Regions from separate parts of the Mus musculus genome. Here all the other regions are linked to region 1. A link is a contact called in public ChIA-PET data. All regions are on one chromosome and are shown on one strand. Each heading gives the region's core, a stretch centred on a gene start, on an enhancer-like site or on the middle of the called end of the contact. The rest is flanking DNA. Distances are from core to core; before and after follow the strand shown. Region 1 holds the start of Cxcr4 (chemokine (C-X-C motif) receptor 4). Region 2 overlaps Map3k19 (mitogen-activated protein kinase kinase kinase 19). Region 3 holds the start of Ccnt2 (cyclin T2).

The links. ChIA-PET counts read pairs in DNA pulled down with a chosen protein or histone mark.
Region 2: a contact with region 1 is called in an RNA polymerase II ChIA-PET map of memory CD8 T cells, with 11 read pairs. The contact joins the enhancer-like site here to the promoter of Cxcr4 in region 1. A contact is called at or near these places in 2 of 39 promoter capture datasets (cranial neural crest and embryonic stem cells) and 3 of 115 datasets of contacts at active chromatin or transcription factors (T-cell acute lymphoblastic leukemia, double positive thymocytes and memory CD8 T cells).
Region 3: a contact with region 1 is called in an RNA polymerase II ChIA-PET map of memory CD8 T cells, with 23 read pairs. The contact joins the promoter of Ccnt2 here to the promoter of Cxcr4 in region 1. A contact is called at or near these places in 2 of 39 promoter capture datasets (embryonic stem cells and erythroid cells), 2 of 484 Hi-C or Micro-C datasets (both in embryonic stem cells) and 3 of 115 datasets of contacts at active chromatin or transcription factors (embryonic stem cells, epiblast stem cells and memory CD8 T cells).

What each region holds. Positions count from the first base shown.
Region 1 is chr1:128,590,869-128,593,575 of GRCm38.p6, reverse strand. Cxcr4 (chemokine (C-X-C motif) receptor 4) reads left to right here and starts at 1,277. Exons shown (of 2, transcript NM_009911.3): 1 at 1,277-1,387. The coding sequence starts at 1,367.
Region 2 is chr1:127,829,108-127,831,807 of GRCm38.p6, reverse strand. Map3k19 (mitogen-activated protein kinase kinase kinase 19) reads left to right here. Exons shown (of 14, transcript NM_011737.2): 9 at 1,278-1,537. Among named protein-coding and RNA genes, the nearest start is that of Map3k19, 25 kb to the left of the region's middle. Within about 2 kb of position 1,432, at least 58 of the 459 cell types and tissues checked have an H3K27ac peak or open chromatin away from gene starts, as enhancers often do. A contact at or near this core is called in T-cell acute lymphoblastic leukemia, double positive thymocytes and memory CD8 T cells, where this site is marked.
Region 3 is chr1:127,772,914-127,775,623 of GRCm38.p6, reverse strand. Ccnt2 (cyclin T2) reads right to left here and starts at 1,460. Exons shown (of 9, transcript NM_028399.1): 1 at 1,239-1,460; 2 at 442-523. The coding sequence starts at 1,396. It overlaps 2900009J06Rik (RIKEN cDNA 2900009J06 gene), which reads left to right and starts at 1,570. Exons shown (of 2, transcript NR_045298.1): 1 at 1,570-1,696.

The DNA of each region.
Region 1 (2,707 bases), core at 28-2,527:
AAAACAAACAAACAAACAAACAAACAAACAAAAAAGGAACGGGAGAAGTGGGGCGGGGATGGAGTTGAGGGCGCAGTCTGGGCCTGCCTATCCTTTGGTCCATTCCAGGAGGGGGTGGGGGCGGTATCTGGGTTGCATAGCAACCCAGGCTCCTGCTGCCGGATGTCTCACCACCCCCAGTGCCCCCGGCATTGGATCCCGCGGTCTCTGGCTGGAGGTCTGGTTGGTTCTGACCCCACCCTTTTCTCCCTCCCCGCCTAGCCCAGGCTCGGCGCCGGTCGGATCCCGCGCGAGCCTGGGAAGCAGTCTGGGCGCCCACTGCAACCTTAGCCTGTCTGAGATTCCCTAGCCATCCACGCCCCCAACCTGACCTAACTAGCTCTTCACTAAGACTTCCCATCTTAGTGTTCTGCGTGGGAGACGCGAGATAGGCATGAAGCGAAAGCTCTGGGCTCAGGCCAGGCTTTGCAGTCCCAGGCTGCTCCATTTGGTCTCTTGGAGCTCGTGGAGCGCCCACTGACTGCGCATGAATCGCGGCTAGCTTCCCAGCTGGGACTCTGTAATTATCTGTTAACTAGATGCATCCCCCTATGTGCTTATGAAATGAAAATGAACCAGTGTTTCTGTGCGGATTTCTTAGGATGTGATTACACAAAGTCCTCGCCGCTCAATTCTTTATAATAAAGCACATTTCAATCATTTTACATACACACACACCCAAATCTCTTCACGAAATTGTTGCCACTATTGTGACTTTCTTCCTGGGAGTATATCTGCTTCTGGATGGGTCCGCAAGTGCTTTCTGCCACACCTGACCCTAATGTCATTATATGAATATGTAGTAACACACACTTGCTTGGAAGAGTTTTGGTAGTAATCACTCCTGACAGCTCAGAGTATAGAACCCTGGCGGAGGTTCCAACATTGCCGCCTACTGGTTAGGCAGGCTCCAAGTCACACACCCCCATCCCCAGTCTTGTCTCAAGTTCTCCACCCGTAAACTCCAGGTCTAAAATTCTATCCACGTGGGTAAGGATGGATGCGCGACCCGCAGAAACACCCTGGCTGGCATCCTGCTTTCCCCAACTCTGAGAACATTATCCGGCCAGGCTCTGGACCCATACTGACTTAAAACACAACAGCAGTGGCTCTTGGACTTCTGTTTGCCCGCGCCCTGCGCCCCGCCCCCGCCAGTCTCCTCCCGCCCCGTCCGAGCTGCGCATGCGCCGCCCCGGGAGCGTGTTTTTATAAAAGTCCGGTTCGGGCCAGAAACTTCAATTTTGTTGCCTGGTGCAGCAGGTAGCAGTGAAACCTCTGAGGCGTTTGGTGCTCCGGTAACCACCACGGCTGTAGAGCGAGTGTTGCCATGGAACCGATCAGTGTGAGTGTAAGTCCACTTGCATCCTACTTTATAGTAAACGTGCAAACGTGTGAACTTAGAGCTCAGCCCCTTTAAGGAGCGGGTTGAAGCAACTAAAACCTTGAGGGGTGTCAGGGTCACAAGGAGGAGCGGGAACTAATTTTTTTTTATGTGTGTGAACATGGCTATAGGGGGAGGAAGATAGGAATATTTTTGCCAGTAAGTTGAGTGGGACGGGTTCAGATGGAGCTTTCCTAAGGTTGCTCTTGTTTCCCTCCCCCTTGAGTCCCGCGGCGCGCGCCGACTTGCACGCTGTTTGCAAACGTCCCAGTTTTTTGAAAAAGGGAGAAGGGCTTGCCCTCTGTCCCAAGACTCAGACCATCGTCTGGTCCTCCTGAAAACAGGAGTTTTCTTAGAGTTTCTTACATTGTGTGAATTTAGAGACTTTAGTCGGCACGCGTAGGCACTACATTCTGGGTGAGCTTCGAACCGGAGCGTCTTGGAGCGGTTCTTGGAGTTAGGAGTGCGGTTCTGAAATTCCATAGTGCAGACAGAGGAGCGCCCGTCTTCGGCGGGAAAAGTGAGCTAGTCTGCCGCGTCGCTTGCCTAGAGGGGGGGCACAAACTGCGGCAGCCGCGGAGAGAACGTCGCTTTGGGATGGAGCAGCAGCGCTTTGCGGGCATCCGACCCGCCACTTCCCCGCAGTGGCAAACGAACCTCCCGAGGTCGGGCTTGCCTTTAGGATCGTTCCTGAGAAAGGGTCATAAGTCTGTACCATGATGCTGCTGGCCATGACGGCGGTTGGGGACAGGAGGGCATGTTGGGACCGCACCTGGGTTGTGCCGGGTCGCCGGAGGGATGAACAGGTGCAAGCTCGGAGACTGTTTGACTGAGCCCCAGTGTTTAACCGTCGGTGGTTTCCTGAGCCTTTTGAAACCCCCTCGCTTAGGGAGGGTTTTGTTCTTTGGTGATTTTTTTTTTTTTTTCCGTTTCCTCCGGCGGCGCGCAATTCAAAGGCGCTCGCGCTGGAGCAGCCCAATCTGTCGCTCGCACCCGGAGGAACGATCCTGGCGCGCAGCCAGGAGGAACCCCTAGAACCGCTGTGTGTTGGTCGTAGACCTGGGTATGATGGGCAACGGTGCCAGCCCCTAGGTGGGTGACTCGGACATCGGGGTGCGCACGGTCTGGACCACTCCTGCTGCCTACCTCGGACTCCAGTAACTAACTGGGTCCGCTGCAGGATGGGAAGCGACCGGAAAGTGAGGAAGTGAAACTTGGGGGCGAAAACCACGGGGTACAGACCCCGTGACTTTCCCCACCCAGGACAGTGTGACTCTAACGTCCCAG
Region 2 (2,700 bases), core at 183-2,682, 760 kb after region 1:
CTAAAGCATGGCTCTACCAGAGGTCACTTAGAGAGCATCGGGGAGGGGCTTATGGGAGCATGGAAACCCCAAAGCAGCCACATTGGAAAGTCTTCAACCAGTACCGATGTTGGCTTCCCCAGAGTCAGGTATGGAGTCTTTGTCAATTAACCTTCCTTATCGTTTATACCCTAATACCTCCTGAGGTCCCATGCAATTAGGACAGAATTGTGTACAGTTGGTTGGCAGGACTAGCTAGAATCTCAGGTGAGGTTCCACGACCCTCCTAGTAAACTGGCTAGTGATAGATCTCCTACCAGCAGGAATAGTCAGCCTGATGGAAATGGTGGCTGTTTTGTTTGGAAGATTAACTATACAAAAGCAAGGCTCTGTCTTTCTCAAAGAACTAAACGATGGAGTTGGGGGTGCAGCCCAGCAGGCAGAGGGCTTTCTTAGCATACATGAAGCCCTGAGTTTGATCCTCAGTGCTTCATAAACCGGATATGGTGGTGCATGCCTGTAATCCTAACACTTGGGTGGTAGAGGCAGGAGGCTTCCAAGTTCAATGCCATCCTTGGCTACATAGCTAGTTTGGGACTAGCTTGTATTATATAAGACTCTGTTTCAAAAAATAAATAATAAAAATAAGGTAATAAAAGTAGCTAATGAAAATAGAAACCAGTTTCCCATTGCAGACAATTTGAGAGTACTGGCCTGGCTAATTAATTCGTTTTGTCTGACTCTCCTGTTCCCACGAACGGGGACTAAGAAAGGATCACTGACTAGGACTGAATCCAGAAGGCAGAGCTGGCAGGAGCAGGCCAGGACAAGCAGGGGGACTTCTCCTGGTAGGAGTCCACAGCCCCACTCAACCAGACCACGTGGGAACCAATTTTCCTAACTTCCCAACACGTTCTCTGGTCTGAGACCTGCAGATCTGGAGGATACTGGGAATGTACCATCAGTTTTCTGTAACTGGCAAAACACTTAAGAGAGTGTACAGAGAGGAATTTGGTTTGGTTTCAGAGGTTCGTTCCACAGTTGCTTTGGTTTTGTGGTGTAAGACAGCTGCACATCATGGTGGAGAGCAGGCTGGGGAGGAGGCTGCTTCCTTCAGGGTGGTCATGAAGAGAACACAGTGACAAGTGCCGGAACCCCCTCCAAGACATTCTCCCAGCCATTAGGTACCACCTCCTCCGACATCGTCATATGCAAGGGACCAAACTTTGATCACAGAGAGACCCCCTGAGATCTGAACTATACCAGCAAATGAGTTTTCCCCATCTCTCTCCTTTCAGTCAGGTGACTTCAGAGCATCAGGAACGGGAACAAGTGCATCCTGTCTCTCCACCAGATGACGCGGAGATGGTGGGCCTCACGGGGAGGATGCTAACCACACAGCCTTCACTTCTGAAGACAGACGGAAGTTCTGAGGAGCTCTGTGGTGTGGACGTGGCTCTCTCACCACCCAGACCTTGCTTAGACTCAAGCCTTGCTGCATCTGCAGCTGGGGAGGTGGCTCCTTGTGTTCTGAAAGAACAGCAAAGGCAATCTGATGGTGAGTCAAGCTCTTGCTTATGCGTGTACGTTTAGAGTATCCATACAGGTACATAATGTATGACAGCATATGCCCCCTCATCCTTCCATGCTCTCCCTCTCCTCACCCCTTCTTCCTGTTAGTTCCCTGTCCCTAAACAATCTTACTTCTCTGTTCAGGCCGTATTTACTCATATGATTTTATGTATCTCTATAAAAATATGGAAACCACAATTAAGAGGGAACATATTAAATTGAGCATTTAATTCTACAGTGGAGCTGGAGAGATAACTCAGTGAAGTGCTTGCAAGCACACGGATCTGAGTTAAATTCCCCAAGCCCATGTTTTTTTTTGTTGTTGTTGTTTGTTTTTTTGTTTTTTTAAAAAAAGTCAGATATGATGACATGCGCTTGTCACCGAAGCCCAGGGGAGGCTGAGTCAGAGGATCCCTGGGGCTCAATGGCCGGAAGCCTCGCCAACTTGACAGATTCCAGGCTAGGGAGAGGTCTTGTTTCAAACGAGGACAGTGGTGCCCAAATGGTTGTGTCCTCTGACTGCTACAGGCACATGATGGAATGAAGATGCCTTCGCCTCTGCACATATGTGCCCGTGTGCATGCATACACACACCACACACACACACACACACACACACACACACGACTAACAATAGGCTTAATAATGACAATACTGAAGGCAATGGGAGCAAATGGCTGGAAAGGAAATGCATTTTGTATGTGTTTCAGGGAAGAGTATTTCATGAACTAAAAATAAATAAGCTAGTGTAGGAGCCGGGCATGTGGCTCAGCTGATCAAGTTTTACCTAGCATCCACGAAGCTCTGGGTTTGCTTCCCATACTAAGCTGGGCAGGACACACACCTGTAATTGTAACACTCAGGGGGTGGAGGCAGGGGGATTGTAAGTTTAAGGGTATCCGTGGCTACCTAGGGAATTCAAGGTACTAACTACATGTAGGCTGCTCTATGAGACCAGCTCTCAAAAACAAATGAACAAACCTATAACACCCCTTCTGGTAGCTTTAGGCTAAGGTTTTCTGAAATCACTTCACAGCACTATGTATACCACACAGGGAGAATATACTCTGAAACACTTTCCCGCATATCTCCTGCTCCATCTATGAACTCTTCAGCCTACTACTAATAACACCCAGTTCTTGTTTCTTT
Region 3 (2,710 bases), core at 211-2,710, 820 kb after region 1:
ATGAGCAAAACACTATCGCTTTTTGAGTTAAGAAACATTTTGTTTGTTTCTCCGCCAGGCTTGGTGGCACATTACTTAATCCCAAGCACTGGGGAGTCAGAGGTAGTAGATATCTCTTTTGAGTTCAAGGCCAGCCTGGTCTACATATTTAGGTCCAGGACAGCCAGACTTACAAGTGAGACCCTGTCTCAAAACAAAACAACACCCCCCTCCCCAACAAATCCAACAACAAAAGGCTAACACTGTGCTTTACAGCTTAATTAATAAAATTCTCTCTCACACACACTCCTCTGCACGAGGCAAAACGTTTATTGCATAACTCACATTTATAGTAAACGTAGAACGCTCAATTTATAAGTAAAAACAACGATCAACTAACTTGTTTTCGCATTATCTACTCATTTTAACATTCGGCGTCTAAAACAATAAAACAGTACTTACATTTCTGTTGAATTTGGTGAAGGAATGGTGCATATAAAACCTGTGCATATAAACAATCGCAGTGTTTATTGTAAGCTGAGAGCTGGGATGCAACGTTTAGAAAATAATCTAAGCAAAATGTTTCCAAAAACTAAATCAATTTGAATGGAAAAATCCCCTTTCCATTTACTCAAATCCAATCCTCAACCTGAAAGTATGCAGAAAGTCTGCGGGGAGAAGAGAAATCAGTCTGGATGCCAAATTATTCTAATACGCTACGTAGGGAGAGCCCAGGAATTATTTGCAATTAGGTTACAGCTTAGTACAGTAGAAATAAAGTAGTCGAAAGGCGCGCGCCACACACCCAAAGAACATGAAACATCTACGTGCGTTCCCCCGGCGCAACAGAGCCGCCCTGGAGCCGGCACGGAAGCCTCGGAAAACACTTTCCGTGGAACATCTGCGACCTCTCTACGTCTCAAGGCCTTTTCTGACTTCCGAAAGTGGAAGGGGCCGCCCCTTGGCTTTGCTCATCCCGGATTCCTCCTCTCTCGCCAGGGAAGCACTGCTATTCCCTCCCGCATCACGCGCTCCCAAACACAGGTTATACAACGCGGGCTCCCGGCCCGCCTTCCCCGGCACATCTCCTCTTTCTCCGGCTCGCCACGGCAGCTCGGGCCCTAGCTTTCTCTGTGTCTTTCCCGAGATCAAAAGACGGCAAAGGGAGCGGCGCCATGTTCCCGGGACACTAGGCCCGGTCACCCGGCGAGCGCGACCAGGGCGTGTGGGACGCAGGGCCGCAACTAGAAAAAGGATACACATTGAGACGTTGCCCCATGTCCTGGATGAGGTTGGCCGCCTGCTGGCGATGCGACAGCTCTTCATCCGCTTCCACTCCGCAGCGGCGGCTCGGCGTGTTCTCCAGCTGTTCCCGAGTAAAGAACCAGCGAGAAGAAGCTCCACGGCCCGACGCCATGACACTTCCTCCTCCGCCCGCGCCCTGAGCCCGCCCCCTCCCCGCCTGCCTCCGGGACTCCGCGCCAATGTGTCGAGGCCCCGCCCCAATGTGCTCTCCGTAGGGTGGGCCACGCCTTTTCCGGGCCTGCTGCTACCCACGCGCACGCGCAGGGACCCGCCCTGCCGGCTCGCGCTGGTCTTTTGCTTTCTCTTTCCGGCCTCCCTCCCCTTTCTCTCTCTCGGACCCGCGGGACCACAATGCTCTGCGCCTCTTGTCATTGGGAGACGCCGTAAAGTGGGGGTCACTCGGAAAGAAAAGGTCGACGCGGTGCATGCTGGATCTGGGAGGGGCTAAGGGGAAGGGGCGGGGCGAACAGGGAAGAGGTCCTGAGGCTGCCTAATAGGGCTTGGACGTTAGCTTTCAACTAAACGGTTTATTTTGTGGTCTGTGAGTTTGCGGGTGCGTTAAAGTCAGAAAAGGCTTTTCTAGTCTCGGCTTCGTGCTGTAGCTTCCATTTTCTTACATGTTGGTGGGTGTATTTTCTTAGCTTTGTTGACTCCTGTGTCCACGAATGGCTACCCTCCGGAGGAGTTAGCTAGGAAAGAACGCTAATTCTAGCAGTGAACTAACAGTGTCTTCTGGGTTTTTTGGTTTTGTTTTTTAAATCGCTAGTAGATGTTGGGGAGCATGCGCCTTTAAAACGTTACTTTAAACCTAAAGCCACTCAAGGGGTATGGGTTGTTTTAAAACGATGTGCCATGTGTCCCAGACTGGCTTTGTGTTCACTCTTGTAGCCAAGAATGACCTTGGATTTACTGTCCTCTTGCTTCCCCCTCGGAAGTGCTGGGATTACAAGGCCAGTGGCATCACTCTGCAGATATCTTTCTTATTAAGTTACCTGTCAAACAATATGAAGTTAATAATTGGAGGTCATGACTCTCTAGGCCTTCCATCCAGATGGGGTGTATGGTTTTGAAGGTCTGTGTGGTTTCTGCGGGTTGAGATTGGGGGATGGTTGGGGAGAAGCAGAACGCTGTAACTCAGGTTGTCCAGAAACAAAGTGCAGGGATTATAGGCTGGTGTGCCGCATCTTGGTTGAAGTGCTGGAGCAGAGGGCCTTAGGCATACTAGGCCAACAGTCTAACAAATGAGTGCAAGAGAAGCTAAGAAAAAAATTGTTTAGGATTTTATAAAGTAAGGTCTCTTATAACTGATGATTTATTTCCATCTTTTTGTAAGGAAGCACCACTCATTTGTTTACATGTTATCTGCCTCTGAGTTAATGCCTATTGTATATGACCAAATTACACTTTAGTTTTTAAGTATTTTCTG